2 separate regions of the Sus scrofa genome follow, and region 2 is linked to region 1. A link is a contact called in public promoter capture Hi-C data. All regions are on one chromosome and are shown on one strand. The core of a region is the stretch at or near the end of the contact, and the rest is flanking DNA. Distances in the headings are between cores, read along the strand shown.

The links. Promoter capture Hi-C pulls out the DNA fragments that hold promoters and counts their contacts.
Region 2: a promoter capture Hi-C map of fetal skeletal muscle shows a contact between it and region 1, with 4 times the contacts expected there. The contact joins the promoter of C2H11orf84 here to the enhancer-like site in region 1. A contact is called at or near these places in 1 of 5 promoter capture datasets (fetal skeletal muscle), 6 of 47 Hi-C or Micro-C datasets (adipocytes, alveolar macrophages, blood and 3 more) and 2 of 2 datasets of contacts at active chromatin or transcription factors (alveolar macrophages and skeletal muscle).

What each region holds. Positions count from the first base shown.
Region 1 is chr2:8,112,499-8,116,527 of Sscrofa11.1, forward strand. It overlaps NAA40 (N-alpha-acetyltransferase 40), which reads right to left. Exons shown (of 8, transcript XM_021082889.1): 8 at 2,790-4,029. Among named protein-coding and RNA genes, the nearest start is that of NAA40, 16 kb to the right of the region's middle. Within about 2 kb of position 2,238, at least 15 of the 83 cell types and tissues checked have an H3K27ac peak or open chromatin away from gene starts, as enhancers often do. A contact at or near this core is called in fetal skeletal muscle and skeletal muscle, where this site is marked.
Region 2 is chr2:8,237,369-8,241,397 of Sscrofa11.1, forward strand. C2H11orf84 reads right to left here and starts at 2,140. Exons shown (of 6, transcript XM_003353799.4): 1 at 1,750-2,140. The coding sequence starts at 1,876.

The DNA of each region.
Region 1 (4,029 bases), core at 988-3,487:
GTTTTGGGTACACCACGTCCACTCCGCACAGGCGGGATCCAGGCAATGCAGAAACCGAGAGCACAGACGACGCATGCGCAGAAGTGCACCCCGCCTCACAATGCGCGCGGGGCGCCGCTCTCCCTCCCAAGTGATGGGATTCCGAGGGCTGCAGTCAGAGGGGGGCAAAGGGGCGAAGCTGGGCTGCAGGCTCTGGAGCCAGGGCTGGGCTGCAGGCTCTGGCAGATGATCACGCAGGGACATCGAAGGAGAGCTGGGGTCTGCGGCCCTGGACTTTGTGCATGACTGACTTTGTGCATGACTACAGGGGACGCCTTCTCCTCTGGAGAAGAGCTACAAGCGGTCTGACACAGGCTGGTCATCACCAATGGCCCTATCCCTGTCCCAAGTCCCTCTCCCAGCCCTCCACTGTGGCCATTCCTTGATATTGACCTTCTCAACTCGTCTCCCCTCTTCCTGTGCAGACTCCATGGGACAGAGACAGGCCTCAGGAGAGAGCGCCCCTACTGGCCAGGCCCTGAGAGGGAAGCAGGACCTCAGGACCAACAGGTGTCTGCCTTGCCAGGCGTGGAGTCCGCCAGAACCTACAGCCCACAACTCCACTGCGAAGTGTGACACTGACATCTGAATGGCCTGTACGGCAACGACGTCCGGTCTGGGGGCACGACCATCTACCAGGGCACTGCCCAGGCCCCCAGCACCATGAAGATAAAGGTTGAGGGGGAAGGGACCCTCCCAACCACTGGAGGACTGTGCTGGCAGATGGCTCTTCCTCAGAAGCAGAAACAGCTTCTCACAGTTTCTGCCAGGGAGGCAGCCGGGGAGGGAAGGGACTTGGGAGTCAAGCAGAAAGTGGAGTCCCCTGGCTCACTACTGTTTTTTTCTCCTGCTCCCTACACCTGGGGCATGTGGAAGTTTCCAGGGCAGGGATCGAACCTGCACCATGGCAGCAACCCAAGCCGCTACAGTGACAAAGGTGGATCCTTAACCCATTGGGCCACTAAGGAACTCCACTGCTGTGTCTTACTTGGCCCTCCTGGGCTTCAGGTGACCTGTCAGATGGGGACAACACCTCCAACCCGAGGTGTGAATCCTGACCCTTCCACCAGGACCAGGGACAAGTCACTGCACACGCTAGGACTCTCAACTTACCTTTAAACGGAGACTACTCCCTCCACAGAGGACTAGCGTTGCTGCCTGGATTAAAGGAGGTGATCAGAGGAAGTGAGCATCGCCCAGTGCTCGGTGCTCAGTAAGCGCTAAGTGGGAGTCGCTGATCCCAAAGGCCAGCTAACTCCCCCACCACAGCCAAGTAAACTACGCGCCTGCCTCGGGCTGGCTGGTCTCCAAGGCGCCTCTGCAGCATCTCCCTAGCCGCCCAGCCCCTGGACCTCAGGCAGTGTAGAATCCGCCTCTGTTGCACTTGGAGAGGGAGAAACCTGTCGTGTTTGAAGTGACCGCTTTCAGAGCCTGGCGGTACACACCATCAGGTGGCCAGGCTTCTCACTGGGGAAACACAATCCCCTCCAGATCGGCTCAGGCTCTGACCGAAGTGGAAGACCTCCCACCCAGCCGCTCCAGCTGCTCCCCGAAGGGGTGGCGCCCCAGCAAGTGTCACTCAAGTAAAGAAGTCTGAGCTACTGCTGGAAGGAGGACCAAAGAGAGAACCGGGCCATTTAGGAAGGGGGAGCGGAGAGCACAGATTGGGCCGAGGGTGGCAGTGGGCAAAGAAAGGGCTTCCACCCGCCCAGCTCTGGCCGCTTACCCTGTAGCAAGGGGATGGCCGAAGCAAGGAGGGCCTCCTGGGATCAACCAGCCCTCGAGGAATATGGCACTCAGGAGGCACAGCCCGTCACAGGGGAACGTCTGCGGCCTGACCCGCCAGCATGAGAAATGCTCTCCCCTTTCCCAAGGACGGATGCCTCTCTTTGCGCCTCCCAGGCAGGACAGCTGCACAAATCACCCCTGGCTGTGCCCCTCCCGCGGGACTGAGGCCACAACCCATGGGACAGCTGTTAACCCCTCTCCTTCCCCCACATCACTGCCCGCCAGGGCGCAAACACTCTGCGTGGCCTGGGGCTCCATCGTGGCCGCCCTCCCCACCTTCCAGATGTGACCACTAGGCAGGAGCGCGAGGAGGCCGGCCCCTCAGGTCCACAGGAAGTGCTCTGAGCCCTGGCTCCCGGTCCACTTCCTGCCTCTCCGCCCCGCTCACCCTGGGCCAGGCGCGGGCAGGAGTCCCGCCTGGGAGAGAAGCCGCGTAGCTCCCTCGGTCACACTGGGAGCCAGGGCCTCCCCAGCTCCTAACTTTCCTGCCCTGTCAGGCCTGGCGTGAATTACTCTTCCTCTGAGCCTTTGCCTTTTGTGAGTGGAGGCAAGAGGGAGCTGGAGCCTTTTTAAGAGACAAAAAGTACCCTAAGAAGCCAATACCGTAAAAGGGGGGGAAGCAACGCAGACACCCTGGCCTGTTCAACTCCCACGCGGCACTCTGGAATTGAGCCACGGATGCCTACTGTCACAACACCTGGCTTGGGACTCTCACCAGTGGGCAGAGCAGGCGCCCCTCTCAAGAGACCACCTCTGACCTCTAACCAGGGCTTTTAGGAAGTGGCACCCACACGCATGCGGCCTCGGTTCCCCCGCCTGGCTGCTGGCCCCAGACACCCTGAAGGTCTTGCAGCCCGCAGCTTCCTCCACAGGAAGGGGTGTGAGGCGGTCCCAGCAACGTGAAGCACTGGGCAGCCTGAGGCCACGCGGCCCGGGGCAGCCCAGCATCAGGAAGCCGTTCCGCAGCTGAACAAAGTGTCTTTTATTTGTGACATACAAATACCACCAACGCAAAAAGAGATCACTTTTTCCTTCGATTCCAGTGATAACAAGTTACTAAAGAAAAAATATATCAAGAGGTTTATCTTCAAACTTTCCTCTAAAACAAACCAGGAAGGGTTAAAAACAACATACGCATGTGATATAAACATCTGACATCAATGAAAAGATCCCGAAATAGGGTGGACACAACTGAAAAACAAATCTCAAAATTAACATTTGAACATGCCCCCAGTAAACCAAAAAGCCTGGTACAAAAGGCCTGCTGTTTCTCAAAACCAAGATTCTGAGGAAAAGGAGAGGCTGCTGGCTGAGAACCGCACGGGGGCGCAACACCAACAACGGGATGAACCGAGGGTCTCAGGAGCGCCTCCTCACCTGGCCGGACCCCCCAGCGGCTCTTGGGAAGCGGCCGAGGTGGCCAGACGAGCAGGGCCCAGCACCACGTGCCCACCTAACCACGGGCTCGGTGCCAAGTGGCCAACAAGGGGAAAGAGACACGTACACTGAACTCACCTTATGTGGGATTGACACTGGGGGCCCTTTTGGTCCCCTTGAGTGGGAGGTATTAGAAATCCAGGATCTAAGACAATAAATACTCATCATTCTGCGTCCTTTGAGAGACAGCAGGGATCAGAGGAAAAACTTTGAATATGCTTCTGTCGTGCCATGATTCTTGGAAGGAGCCCTGCAATGCCCTCCCAGCAGGGAGAACTCCCCTGGGGTAGAATCCCCCAGAGCCCACAGGGCAGGGCAAAGGTGGGCTTATTCCAGTGTAAAGCTGCGAGGCCCTCTCCGAGGGGGAGCGCCACATCCTGCCAGTGGGTCAGGAGCAATTGGGGAGCTCAGCAGAGGGCAGGGCTGGGGGAAGGAGGCCGCGTGCACAGGTCCTGCACAGGCAGGGACCTGGGGGAGAAGCAGGAACAGCTCTGGGGAGACCCACCGGCAGAGGCGGCCTGAGTCAGGGCAGAGGTGGGGCGTGAGGTCAGAAGGACCGACAGACCTGGGGAGCAACCTCACCAAGGCAGAGCCTGGGACGCTCCCTAAAGCAGAGCTCAAGGCCATCCCAGGGGAGGCGTTAGGTGTTTTCCTGGATAAGAATTTGGTCATTTCTTCCCTGGAAGGGGAACAAGGTCTGACGACCAGGGTGAGTCCATGCTCTGACCCTGCACCCTCTTTAGCCGCCTCCCGGCTCCCCGCCTG
Region 2 (4,029 bases), core at 890-3,389, 120 kb after region 1:
GAACTCCCTTGCAGGAAATTTAGAGTCACATGCCCTAACTTCCCATCTGACCTTTCCGCTTACATATGTCATAAATAAACAGGTTCCAACCTTAATGCCCTACCCCACAATCCTGCACCCCAGCCCTCCCATCTCAGCAAGTGGGAAGCCCATCCTTCCAACCCCCTGGCCCAAAGCCTTCCTTTAGTCTTTTTTTCCTCCCCCACCCCAAATCTTCCAGGAAGCTTCTGCTTCAGGACCTGTGCACTTGTCATAAGCTCTGCCCAAATGTTTTGCCTCCGATTATCTACAGGTTCTCTTCCCTCGCTTTCTTAGGGTCTATGCTTAAAATGCATCTTTTTACAGAAGCCTTTCCTGCCCACTTGACAGGCAAATAAAACACCCCAACTCTTTTCTCCTTACTTTGACTTACTTTTCTCTGAATCACGTATTGCCACTCAACATGCGACACACATGTCTATATTTGCTTTTGTTCATTAGTGTGTGTGTGCACGCGTGCGCGTGTTCCAGAGAGCAGAGCTCTATCTTTGCTTATAGCAATTAGCATGGCCAGTCTAAAACAGTGTCCGAAATAGCAGGGGCTCCCCAAAATACCTGATGAATGACTTTTACTTCTCTGGGGAAGAAGAATGCTCTTGGTGAGAGGATTAACTCAGCCAGCCTGGCACTGAGCACTCAGAAGCAGGGAAAGAACCTCTTTTGCTTTGAAAGCTCTCAGAAGGGTAGCGGGCCTTTTCTTTCCCGCATTTTATAACCCCCATGACTGCAAAAAGAAGGCAGGCAGTGCAGGGAGACACGGATACACTCTACTGAAGCTAAAGGAAAAGGCCTCCCTCTCACCCTCTTTCGGGTATTGTCCCCCATAAAGAATGAGCTATCTAGGAATGAAAAGATCTGCATTTTCCTGAACAGTAAGGCTTCCACCACAGTGGCCCTTGACTTTTCTTTATGATTTGCAAGATCCTGAGGACTGCAGAAAGCGGTGAGGGAGGAGGGAAAAGCGAGAGCTCCCAGACTGCTCCTCAAACCCCTTCCCAAGGCCAATCTCTTCGTAGTGGCTGAGGGCGCCCTTCAGAGCACTTCTTTTGCAAAACTGGGTGCTGTTTGCTATCTATCCCTTTCACTCCTCAAGCGCTGGAATCTGACACCTGTGGCTCATTCAAGTGCAAGGCCCGGGAATGCAGAGGGGACAGCAGAAAAGCTTTAGGAACGGAGCGCCCTGAAAATCCTCCTCTTGGCGGGCTGAAGAGGCGCCTGCCTCCACCCACCGAGTCGCTCCGGACACCACGGTGCGTGGCCCAGCCTCCGGCCTGGAGGCCCTGCAGCCCCTCGGCCTAGAACACAGCCTGGACCATGCGCCTGCCTCTGCCTCCGCAGTATCCGCGGTTTGGGGGACCGGCCAGCGTCACCTCGAAGCCGTCGTGCTGGGCCCGGGCGAGGGGGCGCTCGGGCACCGGAAGATCCGGAGCGCGCGGGGCGTGGATCGAAGGCTCCAGACCCTGGGCGGGGGCGGGGGAGGGGGAATTCGGGGAGGCCTGAGATTCCAAACCCTGGTGGGGGTGGAGCAAGAACCCGCCAGGGCCTCAGACTGAGGGGGGGAGGGGGCGGCCGGGCCCCAGGCCCGAGCAGGTTGGGGGCGCTTGGGCCCCATACTGGAGGTGGAGGAGGGGGCACCAGGGCCCCCGACTGGGGATGGGAAACCCCGGCTCCAGACCGTGACGCGGAAGTGGGATCCCCTCCCATCCTCACCTCGGAGCATCGGCTCGGGCCGCGGAATTACGGCCACCACCATGGCCTCCTCGTCGTCCTCCCCTTCCTCGCATTTGAGCGTCACCTCGAAGCAGTCGAGTGCGGAGCCCTCGGCCTTCAGGGCCATGGCGCGGCCGGGGCTGGGGGGTGGATCTCGGTGACCTGACGCCGGAGGACAGCCGCACAGGCCTTGGCGCGCAAACCAGCAGCCGCCTCCCGCCCACTGCAGCCCCCTCCCCGCCGCTCGCCGGCCGGGCCTGCGACCGGCGCGTCAGGGCCTCCCCGAGACCTAGAGCGTCGGGACCCCGGGCGGGGAGGGCTCAATCCGGGGCCCCAGCCCCCGCCGCTCCCTTTTATGGAGGCTCATTGTCGGCGCCCGCCCGGCCGGCCCGCTGCGGGCCCGCCCCCGGCTCCGCGCGGCCAATCGCGCTTGGCCCCGCCCCGGGCACGCGGCTCCGTTAGAATCCCGGGGACCCGCAGGGGGCGGGAAGGGTCGTGGGCTTCCGGCCGCCCTCCCGTGCGGAGGCGGGGGTCGCTAGCCAGCAGAGGGGGCACCCTGAGTTCCCCAAAGCCAGGAGCATCCTGAGCTGGTGACCTCTCCTGGCGGGTCGCCCTCCACTCAAACACCCGTCGGGCACGTCATTGGCTGGCAAGGAGAGCGCTACCAGGGGCCCCAGGATTTTGATAGGGGTCGTTCTTGCCTTTTCCTGTACAAGCCTTCCTCCGCCAGAAGATGCCCCGGGCGCAAACATAACCGGTGGGGGAGCGGAAAGGGCTTTGGCGTGGGAACAATGGAGACTGAATTCCTTCTGATTTGCTAGCGCTGTGACCTTGAGTACCTTATCAGTTTTCTTAGACTCTTTCGTCCTTTCAAAAAAAAAAACCTTGTGGAGCCTTCTGGACAAGGGAATGCAAAGTCTAAGAACCAAGTAGAATGTGGGCACGCGGAAACCACCCCAAGGGTTGTGATTTCCACCTTTATTTATTTATTTTTTTTGTCTGTTTGCCTTTTCTTGGGCCGCTCCCACGGCATATGGAGGTTCCCAGGCTAGGGGCCGAATCGGAAGTGTAGCCACCAGCCTAAGCCAGAGCCACAGCAATGCAGGATCCGAGCCGCGTCTGCAACCTACACCACAGCTCACGGCAACCCGGATCGTTAACCCACTGAGCAAGGGCAGGGACCGAACCCGCAACCTCATGGTTCCTAGTCGGATTCCTTAACCACTAGCGCCACGACGGGAACTCCCCACCTTTATTTTTTATTTTTTTGCTTTTTAGGGCTGCACCCTAGGCATATGGAAGTTCCCAGGCTAGGGGTGGAATCAGAGCTACAGCTGCTAGCCTACACCACAGCCACAGCAACACCAGAGCCTGGCCTTGTCTCTGACCTACACCACAGCTCATGGCAAGGCTGGATCCTTAACCCACTGAGCTGAGCGGGGCCAGGGATTGAATTTGCATCCTCATGGATACAAGTCAGGTTCTTAACCTGCCAAGCCACAACGGGAACTCCTGATTTCCACTTTTTAAATGTGAGTCCAGAGATTGTGACCTTCCCCAAAGGTCACGCAGATGTCCTTGAGAGCCCCAAGACCTGAGTCCAGTTGCCATGACGCTGCTGCATCATAATCCTGGTCTGGCAGAGCTTTGATCTCTAAGACATAGAATGTACATCACCTGCTCTAGAAGCCTTCATGAGATTTGCAGTGGAGAAAATGTCTGACGCTGAAAATCCATCTTAAAATGCCACTGACAGAGTTCCCGTTGTGGCTCAGGAGTTAAGAAACCCGACTAGCATCCACGAGGACACGGGTTCCATCCTTGGCGTTGCTGTGAGCTGTGGTGTTAAGGATCCAGCATTGCCGTGAGTGTGGTGTAGGTCGCAGACACAGCTGGGATCCCCAGTTGCTGTGGCTGTGGCGTAGGCCAGCAGCTACAGCTCCAATTCAACCCCTAGCCTGGGAACCTCCAGATGCCTTGGGTGTGGTCCTAAAAAGACAAAAGACAAAGAAAATAAAATTTTTTTAAATCATTAAAAAAAAAAGCCACTGTATCAGACCAAATGCAGTAACAATCAGGTGAATGCAGTAGGTCGAGGGCCGGAGGGGAGATGTGAAACACTCTATATGGACTACAGTATGTTTTTTTTTTTTTTTTTTTTTTTTGTCTTTTTGCCATTTCTTGGGCCGCTCCCGCGGCATATGGAGGTTCCCAGGCTAGGGGTCCAATCGGAGCTGTAGCCACCGGCCTACGCCAGAGCCACAGCAACTCGGGATCCGA